4 separate regions of the Sus scrofa genome follow, and regions 1, 3 and 4 are each linked to region 2. A link is a contact called in public Hi-C data. All regions are on one chromosome and are shown on one strand. The core of a region is the stretch at or near the end of the contact, and the rest is flanking DNA. Distances in the headings are between cores, read along the strand shown. Region 1 has its middle 130 kb from the start of RND3. Region 2 holds the start of RND3 (Rho family GTPase 3). Region 3 has its middle 150 kb from the start of RND3. Region 4 has its middle 240 kb from the start of RND3.

Region 1 (2,700 bases), core at 100-2,599, 130 kb after region 2:
GAAGTGAATGCTATTCAAGTGAATAATTACTATCCTAAGCTACTCCTTTGGGATCTTCACTGTTATTTTGTTGTTGAAGTTGTTGTTGTCCTGTTCATTCAGGTTTGGGCCAAGTTATTAAACTCACTTGGTAACTGACTTTCGTTTGTAGGTTTTCTCAGAATAGTTGCCGTTTGTAATCAGTCTACCCTTAACCACATCACAGGCCGGGAGTATAAGATTTTTTATTTCTTTTGACCTATACAAATGTTTTCTCACTAGTTTTGCTCTGGGTGTCTTTGGTTTAGAAGGAAGAATTGTAATTCTGTCTCCTTTGGAAATATCTCTTACAACCCTGCTCCTTCTCTTTATTTCACTAGGTTCCGCGGTTGCTAACTAACTGCACGATCAAGCCACATAATGCAAATCATTCCCCTAATGGCTGTAGATTTCACATGGAGAACTCAAACATATGTTTCCCATTTTTCTTCCTTTTATGCTGCATACTTGTGCTGAATAGTTTTACTGGTAATGGGGGAGATGCCAGAATATTTACAGGATCATGGTCATGGGAGTATGCTGTTCTCTGGGCTGTGTCTGGGTAATGCCAACATAATCAATCAAAACGGAAACAGTTGGTCAAATAAGCATTTTTTAAAATGATTAGCATAATACTAATAGCTTTGGCTATTTAACCAACCTTACAGTTATTTTGATATGATACAGAATAGCAGAATACCTTGTAAAAATTTTTCTTTCTTAAAAGTGAAGAGATTTGGTTGGAATTTCATGTAGTTGCAACATCCTTCAGGAATACAGGGTTTTATGCCTCTGCCAGTGTGATTCTGGAACACAAGATAGCTTTAACCATGCTGTGCTTCAGGTTCCTCCTTCCTAAAATAAGTGTTACTGGATCTTATTTCTTTTTGGACACCTTTGAAAACATAATGCAATCTATCACCTCCCCTTAATAAATACACATATGAAATTTCCAATATAATATTAAAACTTTAAACTCAAAATAGGGTTTTATTAAGAATTCTTAGGACAGAAGATCTTCGGACTTGTTTGCAAGGAACTTTACGATCCCAGGCCCTTTCTCTTTCGTGATACTGAGGGACTCGTACATGCCCAACCCATTGCTCCAGCACAAGCTCTCCCAGTGCCTCTTACGTAGGAGTTGTGGGTTTGCTAAACCAAGATGTCTGATGCCATATTAGCAATGCTTTTGTACGCACTGGCTTCTTTTAGTGAGAGGATCTCTTTAAAAATCAGGATTATATTTTAGTCCCGTCTCACAACCATCCAGAAGTGACTGACAAGCACCACCTTCTGGAGAAAACGTGTAGTAAATGCCAAAGTGGAGGATCCCTGACACAGCTGTGCTGATCTTGGGCACCCAGGGCCAAATCTCCCTGTCTTCAGCCTTAGTCCCATCCTATGTTGCTTGAACAATCTCATTTACCCTTATTCTAACCAAAGGTGAATCTATCTTTGGTTTCTAGAAGCTCTGAAAATGGTTTAAGTCTGAAAATTAATCCTGTCAACTGGAAGAGTTCTACTTTTCATTAGAAATCTCACAGTAGCAAAATTCAGATCATTTTAAGACAGTGGGATGTGGTTCATATTAGAATCTTATTGCCAAGAGACTTAAATATGACTGTTAAAGCATTGGTGAAGTAGTATTTTAAAACACTTATTTTAAACATGGTAATAATTAATGTTTTTTGGTAAATAGTTAAACTTGTCTTTTCATATGTATGGTAATTTTTATACATGCTTTGAACTTAATTATAAAATGTAAATTTTTTAATGAAAGAATTGCAAAAAAATTGAACTGTTCATTAATATAATTCATAAAACTTTTTATTATGCATCTTATAGAATCCTTTTTTTTTTTTTTTTTTTTTTTTTGTCTCTAAATGTTTTCTCTGGTCCACTGGGTTCAGACCAATGCTAATATGGAAACATCTGTGCTAAAGGAATTCCCGAAGGAGTTCTATAAAGGTTTGTTCCACTGCTAAATTGAAAGACCCTGTAGCCTATGTACATCTTTTTTTTTGTTTGTTTTTAATCTACAGAAGCAAGAATGATTATGTTTTCTGAGAAATGACCCTTTTCTTGACAATGAAATAAATTCCTTAAAACTCATTCATGATGCATCACAGAAGACTGAGATTTAAGTCAGCTAGTGGAATATTCCTTGAGGCCTATCATATCCCAGAGCTGGGATGGTTTTCTAGGGAGATAAATTGAGTACCATAAAGTTTACTGTGGAGGAAATGCAGAAACAGACCCTTGGAAATAGAGACTTTGAATACATTATTCTATTTCTCCTCGCATTCCTAATGAAAAGTAGGCGTTGATTTTTGTTTACCTCCAGACAAAATTTCTATGTCCTGTACCTAAAAGTTCCTAGCCTGCCAAATTCTTTGCTCCTCCCAAGGGGCTATTAGTCATTCCATAGAACTATATTTATTTTTTTAACTTACTTTCCAGATGGACATACACATTGTTTCATTAAAGCCAAATGTGGTTTATGAAATTTGAGAATAATAATTAATCATGCCAGTGAGAGCACTTGAGTGAAGCAGACTGAGGGCATTTTCAGAAAAATCAATAATAAAAGTAGAAGTGATTACTATTTGGGGGGTACTTACTATATGCCAAGCACTTTTATGGATAAATGTATCTTAACTGTAATCTTGCCCAGAAAATACT
Region 2 (2,700 bases), core at 114-2,613:
GGGGAATTCGGATCTGCAGGTTGGCGCTGAGGACGCAGGCAGCGGGGAGAGGAGGCCGGGCTACCGCCAGCTGGGTGCTGCCCGCGCCGCCAGCGCATTCCTGGCAGTAGGCGTCACGAGCGCCGCGGCTGCGTGCGCTCCCTTTACTTTCTTCTCCCCCCCGCCCCCAAACGCGGGATCCGCACGTAACTGCGTCGCTTCGGGGATTTTCTCCCACCTTCCACCACCCCTGCCTTGCTCTCCGCCTCCCCGACAAGCTGCAGGTCCTGGAGTGGCACTCATCCAGTTGGTTCCAAGGCGGCGCACGCATCCCTCCGCCCCCAACATTTGCCGGGAGGCGACCCGGACACAGCTCGGCCCCCCAGCCACTCGGCTACAAGGATTTTCCACCACGGGGTCACCCTTCGGGCACACAGCGCTCTTCCCTTCCCACAGCTACCCCCAACCCAATGTCGCCCCCCCCCCCCGCCCACCACTCAGAAGGGACCGCGGGAATCCCTCGCCAAGAAGCAAAGTTAACGGAGGGGAGCAGAGCCAGCGCTGATGGCGCGCTGGCGGATGGTGAGAGCGTGCCAAGCTTGGGGTCCTGAGACCCGCCGCTCACCCCCGAGCGGCTGGAAACCGGCCCGAGCGCCACGCGGTCCAATGACTCTCTTACCCGAAGTGTCCCACAGGCTCAATTCTATTCTTTGTGTGTCGATTTCGAAACTGGCCGTGTAATTCTCAAACACTGTAGGGACGTAATTCTGGACAAAATGGACAGAGGAATGGGGCAAAGAGGTTATTTTAAAATGCACGACACCCACAGAACACCCTCTGAAAATCGCCTCCTCATTCCCCAATTAAAGAAGTAAAACCCCCAAACCCACGACCACCAGACCTCACACTAAACACGCGGACCTTTTCCGAACCCCCCTTAACCCCCTCTCGCCACCCCCCTCCCATCTTCCAAGAGGAGAGGATCTGAATCTCACAACCCCACCTTCTGCACACATGACCGAACAAGTTTCAGAAGCTAACAGCAGAATGTGCAGTCGCATCCCAACCCTTAAACGCTCCCAGACCACTTTCCCTTTCCCGGCAGTCTAACCCAGGGGAAAGTAGTAAAGGGTGAGAAAGGCGGCTGAAAAAAGAAAAACGGGTGAAGTGGGGGAAGCCAGAGGATCCAGAGGCCCTCCTCACTCCTCGAAGCCCGGGCTGGCCCCACACTTACCTCGGGGAAGCAGTCTTTGGCGAAGACGTGCAGCAGCGCGGTTTTCCCACACTGACTATCTCCCACCACTACTATCTTGCATTTCACGTTCTGATTAGGATCCATGATAGATTTACTGGATAATTTCTGGCTGGCTCTTCTCTCCTTCATTGATCTTGCCTTATTTTCTCTTGGAACAGGAATTTTCTCTTAAGAGGAAAAAAATATATATGTTTCTCTATATTATAAAAAGCAGATATAAAAATACATCGCAAGGCTGATGGGAACCCCTGAAGCGCCGCGCAGATGAGAGCTAGAGGAGCAGGCTCGTTACTCTCCTCCAACAAGTTTTCTGCCTGACTCCACACCGCGCTTCCCAAGTCCAATTCCGATCCGACTGCTTTGTTTCACGCTCTCTGCGCGGCTTTATACGCCCGGCCTTCCAATCCTCGTTCTCAATGGGAGAAGGAAACTGATCCGCCTCCTCCCCTTTTATGGAGCCTGGGAGCGAGCGCCGTCTTCTTACTTGCAAAAAAAAAAAAAAAAGAAAAAAGAAAAGAAATGTAGACAGTGCGCCCTCTAGGGTAACCGGGCGGGATCTATTTCCAGACCAAGGCTCTGGGACAACTTGGAGATTGCAAAGACGCTTTGCTGAAGGATGGCACTGTAGGAGTACAGGAGGAGGTGCGAAATTGAATGTGCATTATTGACTTTTATTGGAATTACTTAAAGCCATTTTCATAAGGGCTAATCTACAGAAGCCTCGTGGATATTTATGAAAGCAAAAACATTATTCGCCCAAGTTAAAACATCATTATAAAACATAGGATGCAATCTTAGATGGGGAAGGGTTAAGTGGTTGTATTTTTTTTTTTTTTTTTTTTGTCTTTTTGCTATTTCTTTGGGCCGCTCCCGCGGCATATGGAGGTTCCCAGGCTAGGGGTCCAATCGGAGCTGTAGCTGCCGGCTTACATCAGAGCCACAGCAACTTAGGATCCGAGCTGTGTCTGCAACCTACACCACAGCTCACAGCAACGCCAGATCGTTAACCCACTGAGCAAGGGCAGGGACCGAACCCGCAACCTCATGGTTCTTAGTCGGATTCGTTAACCACTGCGCCACGACGGGAACTCCCAGTGGTTGTATTTTTTTAGGAAATGTTTTGTATCAGGTATATAGGCCATGGAACAATAGTTAAGCCAGGTTATTTCCCACTGGCTTGCTTGGGTCATAGTCAGAGACTGAATTCTGATACCTGTCAGTTTCAGTGACTTAGGATGAGGGGGGAAGGTTTTGAGGAGAGCGGAGAGGAGGTGGGAGAGGAAAAGAAAGAGAAGTGTAAGATGCTCATAACTGAGTAACATGAGACACCAAAATCTCATTCCTACTGCACTAGGGACCCAAACACACAAGGTCATTGTAGCCCCTCTTTCAGTGAGAAGAGGGGGTAAGAAGGATTCTGATCCTGCCTTTCAGCTCCTTTAACTGAAGCCTCCTCTTTTCAGGAC
Region 3 (2,700 bases), core at 66-2,565, 150 kb before region 2:
GTGGTGTAGGTCACAGATGCAGCTTGAATCCCAAGTTGCTATGGCTGTGACTTGGGCCAGCAGCTGCAGCTCCAATTGGACCCCCAGTCAGGGAACTTTTGAATGCCATGGGTGCAACCCTAAAAAGAGACACTTACGCACACACACAAAAAAACTGGCTACAGGAACAAAAAGCCCCAGTTTGTGGCATTTGCTGTTTTCCATGGTGTAAATACTTTCATCATGGCCAATTTCAGACTAACAACACAACTCATTGAATCCAGAGCTGGGAAGAAAGGTAAAAATGCACACCATTATACAGTAAGTATTTCTACTGCACCAAGATAACAGACAGAAATACCTCAAGAGCACAGGTAGTAACGAAATGTGCTAAAATAACTAGGGAGCATGAGTTTTGATTATTTGTTGCTTCTATTTTTGATATGAGTGGTTTAATTGTAAGTTACATAATTTAATAATTAATAATGGCTCCATTTAACAACCAGCTCACAAACCCCTCAAAGTTTAAAAAATAGTTCTTGAGAGTCCGTGCAAGCCAGCTCTAGTATACCACCACCTCCACCACATTATGATGGGTTAACTACAATAGAATAAAGGAAAGACATAAGCACCATGGAAGCTTATTTTCTCCTTTGTTCCTGAAAGCCACTTAGTGGAAGTGGTAGAGGGCATATTATCCCCTTTTGACTGATGAGGATATCAAGTTTCACAGAGATTTCAATTTGTCCCCTCCTGAGTAAGCCACAGAGCTGAACCAGTACGCCATCATCTGTCTCCCTTTCACTGTCTTACCAACACATCATTTTAGAATCATCTTAGAAACAAGGGAAATGAATGGGGGAACTTTTTCAGAAGAAGATTTCAATAAATTGAGGTATCTATATTTAAAACTTGTCCAAGCTACACCTTTCTGATCATTGAAGTGACTTCCTTTTAAAGATGAAGTATAGAATAACATTTCACGCAGAAGCTCTCTGCACCATCAATAAATACTCACTAAACACTTTGTAGTCCCGCTAGAGATGTGGAGATGGCAAAAGGAATATGAGCTTTACTCCCCACACTCAAGGAGCCTTCAGTCTTACTTGTACCAAATCACTATGTCGTATGCCTGAAACTAATATAACACTGCAGATCATCTATACTTCAATTTAAAACAAAAAACAAAAAACAAAAAATCTAATGTAACTTTGTTCTTGTGTTCCTTCATGAATGTGATTCAGCTAACCTCCTTGTATCTGTTCTCATGTGTGTATGTGTCTGTCTCAGCTTCTCTCCCAACCTCTTTATTCCAGGCTCTGAACTTCCAGTTCTGTTGCATTCCTGAGAAGACTTTGAATTGGCCAGTAGTCAACCAAAAGCTTTGGTCACTGGCAGGACTTTAGATTGGCTGACCTTGGTCGAGTTCTGACAGCAGATTCTGTTCCCAAACTGGCCTTTGTAGCAGAGGTTATGGCACAGCTTTCTCCTTTCCTGGGCAGGCAGGCAGGCAAGACTGACATTTCTAGTACAGATTGAATAATTACAGAAATGCAGAAAGAAAGGTGCAAGATTTTCCGACGTTCAAAGTTCAGCCAGTGGTTGTATCAGATCAGAACACATGGCTCCATTCAGAGCAACAAATGACTTGTCTGACATCACATAATAAATTAACTTTAAACTCCAAAACTCTAGTGTATGCAGAAGTGTCAAATCACTTTCATTATCTTAGTAACAAAGTTGCTTCTAAAAATTAGTCTTTATACTAATATACTACCTTCATAAAGATTCAAAAAATTCCCCTTCTGTTTTATGAGTTTTATATCTCTGCTCTCTTGCTCAGTGGCTATTTTGTTTTAAAGTGTGAGCTCCAAGGTTGAGAACATGGTTTGGCTCAATTTCATTTATTGTTCACTATGGTTCCACATCAGAATTTAAGCCAACTGATGATTCTTTCCTGTCCTTTTGTTTCCAACCATATCTGAGGATGCCAACAGCTTTTATAACTTTTTCCAAAAAGACTGTCCCTAAAGGAAACTGGGAGGTTTGGTTTTATGTTATTTAGGTCATTTAATCAGAAAGCAAATCATCTGTCTTTGATCATGCCCTTGCCAGAAGATCCCTAACTCATTAGTGTGCTATTAATGAGGCTGGATTTTAAAGCAGGTGTTGTTAAGTGCAATCAGAGCAGCTTTATTAAGCCGCAAATTGTCTTGCGATGACAAAGGAAGTCAGATTGGTCCATGCTCAGTTAACCTTTGTCTATATGCATGACTTGGCTGATTAAACAGCAATTGATAATGACCTTCAGTCTGGCAAAGCTGGAAAAAGGTGATGCCTGACGTTGGCATTCATTGTATGCAATGTGAGTGACAGGCAGGCAATCTCTTTAATTTAGAAATCTATAATGCAATTTCAGAATTAACTAATATCACAGTGCAATGAGCGACTAATTTATGTGTGTTAAACTGATATTTTGATGTGTGTGTTATATCAGAGGAGAAGCATTATTGCAAAGACAGAGTTAACATCAAGTCAAAGTAGCTTTGACTAGGCATCCTTGATAGCTAGAAAAAGAAGACTGTGGAAGATAAAGGACAGTTGTTTTTTGGAGATTATTAATTTATTTAACAAGCATACTGGGCTCCTAATATGTTGAAGACCCTGGCCTGGTGAATTAAATACAGGAGTTGCTTCTCAGAAGCTCACAATGGGGTGATA
Region 4 (2,700 bases), core at 159-2,658, 240 kb before region 2:
TGATTAAAATTCAATAAATAAATGTCACATATAGCAACTGAATTTCTTACAGCATTTTCACATGCATCCTTTTAAGCAGATATTCTTTGAGGCAGATTATTCCTCTGTATAACAATGTCCAGATGTGTAAAAACAGAGGAAAGTTTAGGTACTCTAAGGAATTAAACTAGAGGAGAAGAGGCCAAGGGAATTGATATTTTAAAATATCTGAGATACTTTATATAAAAATATGATCTATATTGAATAGTCAATGCATGAATAAAAGAAGTAGATGGAAATAGGAGTCGCTGATGATTGCCAGTTTAGATTGGTTTATAGAGGCTTCCTGTAAATATGGATCCTAAACTTCCATAAAATACAAAAGAGCAATAAAAAAAAAGTTTTAGCTTTAACATCTGTAGAAATTTATATTTTTTTAATGAAGTGTTAAATGATTTTAACTTTAAAGAAAAAGTCCTGACTGTTTTCTATGTCTTAAAAGGAAAATTAAGTATAATAAAATCAGCTGTCACTAGAATTTATACAGGGGAAAAAAAAAGTCAAAGAGGACTGATCATATTTAGCCTTAGCCCACAATACTAAAAATCATTATTTTCATTGATAAATTAATCATGTGTTGTATTTTATTACCAAAAGAAGGAAAATTTTCCATGGGGGGAAAAACGCAGAAATTAGAAAAAGGAGTACTATTTGTCCTCTGAAAACATATATCATTCTGAACTTTCCTCTTGGCTTCTTGGCAACCTCCAATTTCAAATTCCATCAATAGGCGTAACCTACATAACATAAAATTCAGGTGGCAGTCTATGCATCTTTCTATTTGCTTTGGCAGACCTCTCATCTCTCTTAACAAGACTTGGGTAACAGATGAAAATCAATAAAATTATAGTTGGTTACAAAAGACTGCAGTCCTAGCTTACTCAGGGTTTGTATTCTACCTCCAAGGGACACAAATTCCACAGATTTTATGCCCCTTGGGGTGGGCCAGCTCAGTTACTTGGACAAACAAAAGAAGAGGATTTGCACATTGTTCTTGGTAGTTTTCCCAGGTGTTTATTTTCTTAGAAAAAAAAAATCATAGCTTCTTTGATTTTCTAGGGAAATCCAAGCATTCTCATGGCAGCATCTTGGTCTATCCTTCTCATTCTTTCATTTGGTTTCCGTGCCTTTGCAAATTGGTCTAGTTTGTTTTCCAAGCATTAGCATTTAAACCAATGGTTTATACACATGCCCATGGTATACACAGATTTATTTGAGATTCTCTGAGGAGTAATTATACCTAAATCCCTTTTATTTAAGCTCAATAAGGCATACCAAACGCAAGGGAGACTGATGTTATATAGATAGCCCTGAACCTGTTCTGGTTTGTGTTCAGTAAATCATTCTCAAATGACTACACTTTAACTATTATTGCTAAGGAATTGCAACATAGTCAACATCTGATTGCATCATCCAGATGTCCTCACTGAGGTGGAGAACCTCTCTTTAAAAGCTGAAATGGAATTTGACCCATCTGTGATTTTCCAATTTGAAAAAATATACCCACTGAGCTTTAAAATATTTCTTATAGTCATTCAACCTGCTTTCCTCTTTAGAAGTGTGTTATTTAATGAATTCACCCGCTCATTCAGCTGAAACATTGAAACCGATGTGTCCACCTAACTTCAGTGACCTTCATTTCTATACCATGGAATATGTCTATTATTTTTCAGCCTAATTGTAAATCTCATATCCTATAACATGCACCCTATAGCATCATCATGACTTAGTTAGCTTTGTAGTGCCAGCCCTGGTTCATCACCTAGCACATTGGTGTGAATTAATTCAGAAGAACTCTTATGATACTAGTGTGACAGAGTATCCCAACTGCCCCATTTTAAAAATAAAGTCTTTATGTTCTTGAATAAAATGGGTAGTCAGTAGCTTACAACTTGATGGATGTGAAGAAAGGGAACTTAAGGGTGTGAAGAAAGGGAAATAAATTTTTGTATTGGCTCCAGGAAAAAGATTGGGAAAGTTGGGGCAATAGAGAAGGATGACAGCTTGAAATGGGGCAATAGAGAAGGATGACAGCTTGAAATGGAATCTTGATTATTAAAAGAAAGGGGTAGAGCCTTAAGCTGAAGAAAATGTTTTCATGAAAGACTTTGTGAGATTCTTAGCACAGGCAGTGGAGCTTTGGGGACTAAATGAAAAGCACACTTAAAACCAGGAACAGAAGGATATTCTCCCTACTTATACTGGATAGCACTTCACTTGTGCCCTAAGCTCTTAAGGGTTTCCTCCAATCTGAGAGTCTTTCAATTATTAGTCGAGTTTATCCTATTTGGATTTATTGACATGATAGATATATTTGTTCTTAGTTTTTGTGCAATTTGTTGTTCTTGCTTTCTAAATTATCTATTTTTTATCAATGATTTAGCTATGTTTTGTTTGGGGTATGTTTCCCAGCCAGTAGCTTCGAGGGTACTCTGCTTTTAGATCCTATAGACTCAATGTTTATAAATTTAACAATAATCTTAATGTTCCCCTCTCTCTCTCAGTTTTACAGAGTGCAATTAACTTTTCCCTTTAAACAGTGAGGAAACTGGGACATATTTTCTTCCCCTTTCCTCTTCCCCTCTATCTCTTGATTTTAGTTGTTCTGTTATTAATTCAGATTTTTCTTATGGATATTTTTATCTTGAAATAATGCATTTA

The links. A called contact is a pair of places that touch in the nucleus more often than the background predicts.
Region 1: a contact with region 2 is called in a Hi-C map of embryonic fibroblasts, with 7 times the contacts expected there. The contact joins the enhancer-like site here to the promoter of RND3 in region 2. A contact is called at or near these places in 2 of 5 promoter capture datasets (fetal skeletal muscle and liver), 12 of 47 Hi-C or Micro-C datasets (alveolar macrophages, embryonic fibroblasts, heart right ventricle and 5 more) and 1 of 2 datasets of contacts at active chromatin or transcription factors (skeletal muscle).
Region 3: a contact with region 2 is called in a Hi-C map of skeletal muscle, with 2.8 times the contacts expected there. The contact joins the enhancer-like site here to the promoter of RND3 in region 2. A contact is called at or near these places in 3 of 47 Hi-C or Micro-C datasets (brain, liver and skeletal muscle) and 1 of 2 datasets of contacts at active chromatin or transcription factors (skeletal muscle).
Region 4: a Hi-C map of liver shows a contact between it and region 2, with 1.6 times the contacts expected there. The contact joins the enhancer-like site here to the promoter of RND3 in region 2. A contact is called at or near these places in 2 of 5 promoter capture datasets (fetal liver and liver), 11 of 47 Hi-C or Micro-C datasets (alveolar macrophages, embryonic fibroblasts, fetal skeletal muscle and 4 more) and 1 of 2 datasets of contacts at active chromatin or transcription factors (skeletal muscle).

What each region holds. Positions count from the first base shown.
Region 1 is chr15:1,584,765-1,587,464 of Sscrofa11.1, reverse strand. No RefSeq gene overlaps it. Among named protein-coding and RNA genes, the nearest start is that of RND3, 130 kb to the left of the region's middle. Within about 2 kb of position 1,349, at least 6 of the 83 cell types and tissues checked have an H3K27ac peak or open chromatin away from gene starts, as enhancers often do. A contact at or near this core is called in embryonic fibroblasts and omental adipose tissue, where this site is marked.
Region 2 is chr15:1,714,252-1,716,951 of Sscrofa11.1, reverse strand. RND3 (Rho family GTPase 3) reads right to left here and starts at 1,363. Exons shown (of 5, transcript NM_214296.1): 1 at 1,214-1,363; 2 at 659-746. The coding sequence starts at 1,363.
Region 3 is chr15:1,861,771-1,864,470 of Sscrofa11.1, reverse strand. No RefSeq gene overlaps it. Among named protein-coding and RNA genes, the nearest start is that of RND3, 150 kb to the right of the region's middle. Within about 2 kb of position 1,315, at least 7 of the 83 cell types and tissues checked have an H3K27ac peak or open chromatin away from gene starts, as enhancers often do. A contact at or near this core is called in liver and skeletal muscle, where this site is marked.
Region 4 is chr15:1,952,444-1,955,143 of Sscrofa11.1, reverse strand. No RefSeq gene overlaps it. Among named protein-coding and RNA genes, the nearest start is that of RND3, 240 kb to the right of the region's middle. Within about 2 kb of position 1,408, at least 8 of the 83 cell types and tissues checked have an H3K27ac peak or open chromatin away from gene starts, as enhancers often do. A contact at or near this core is called in fetal liver and liver, where this site is marked.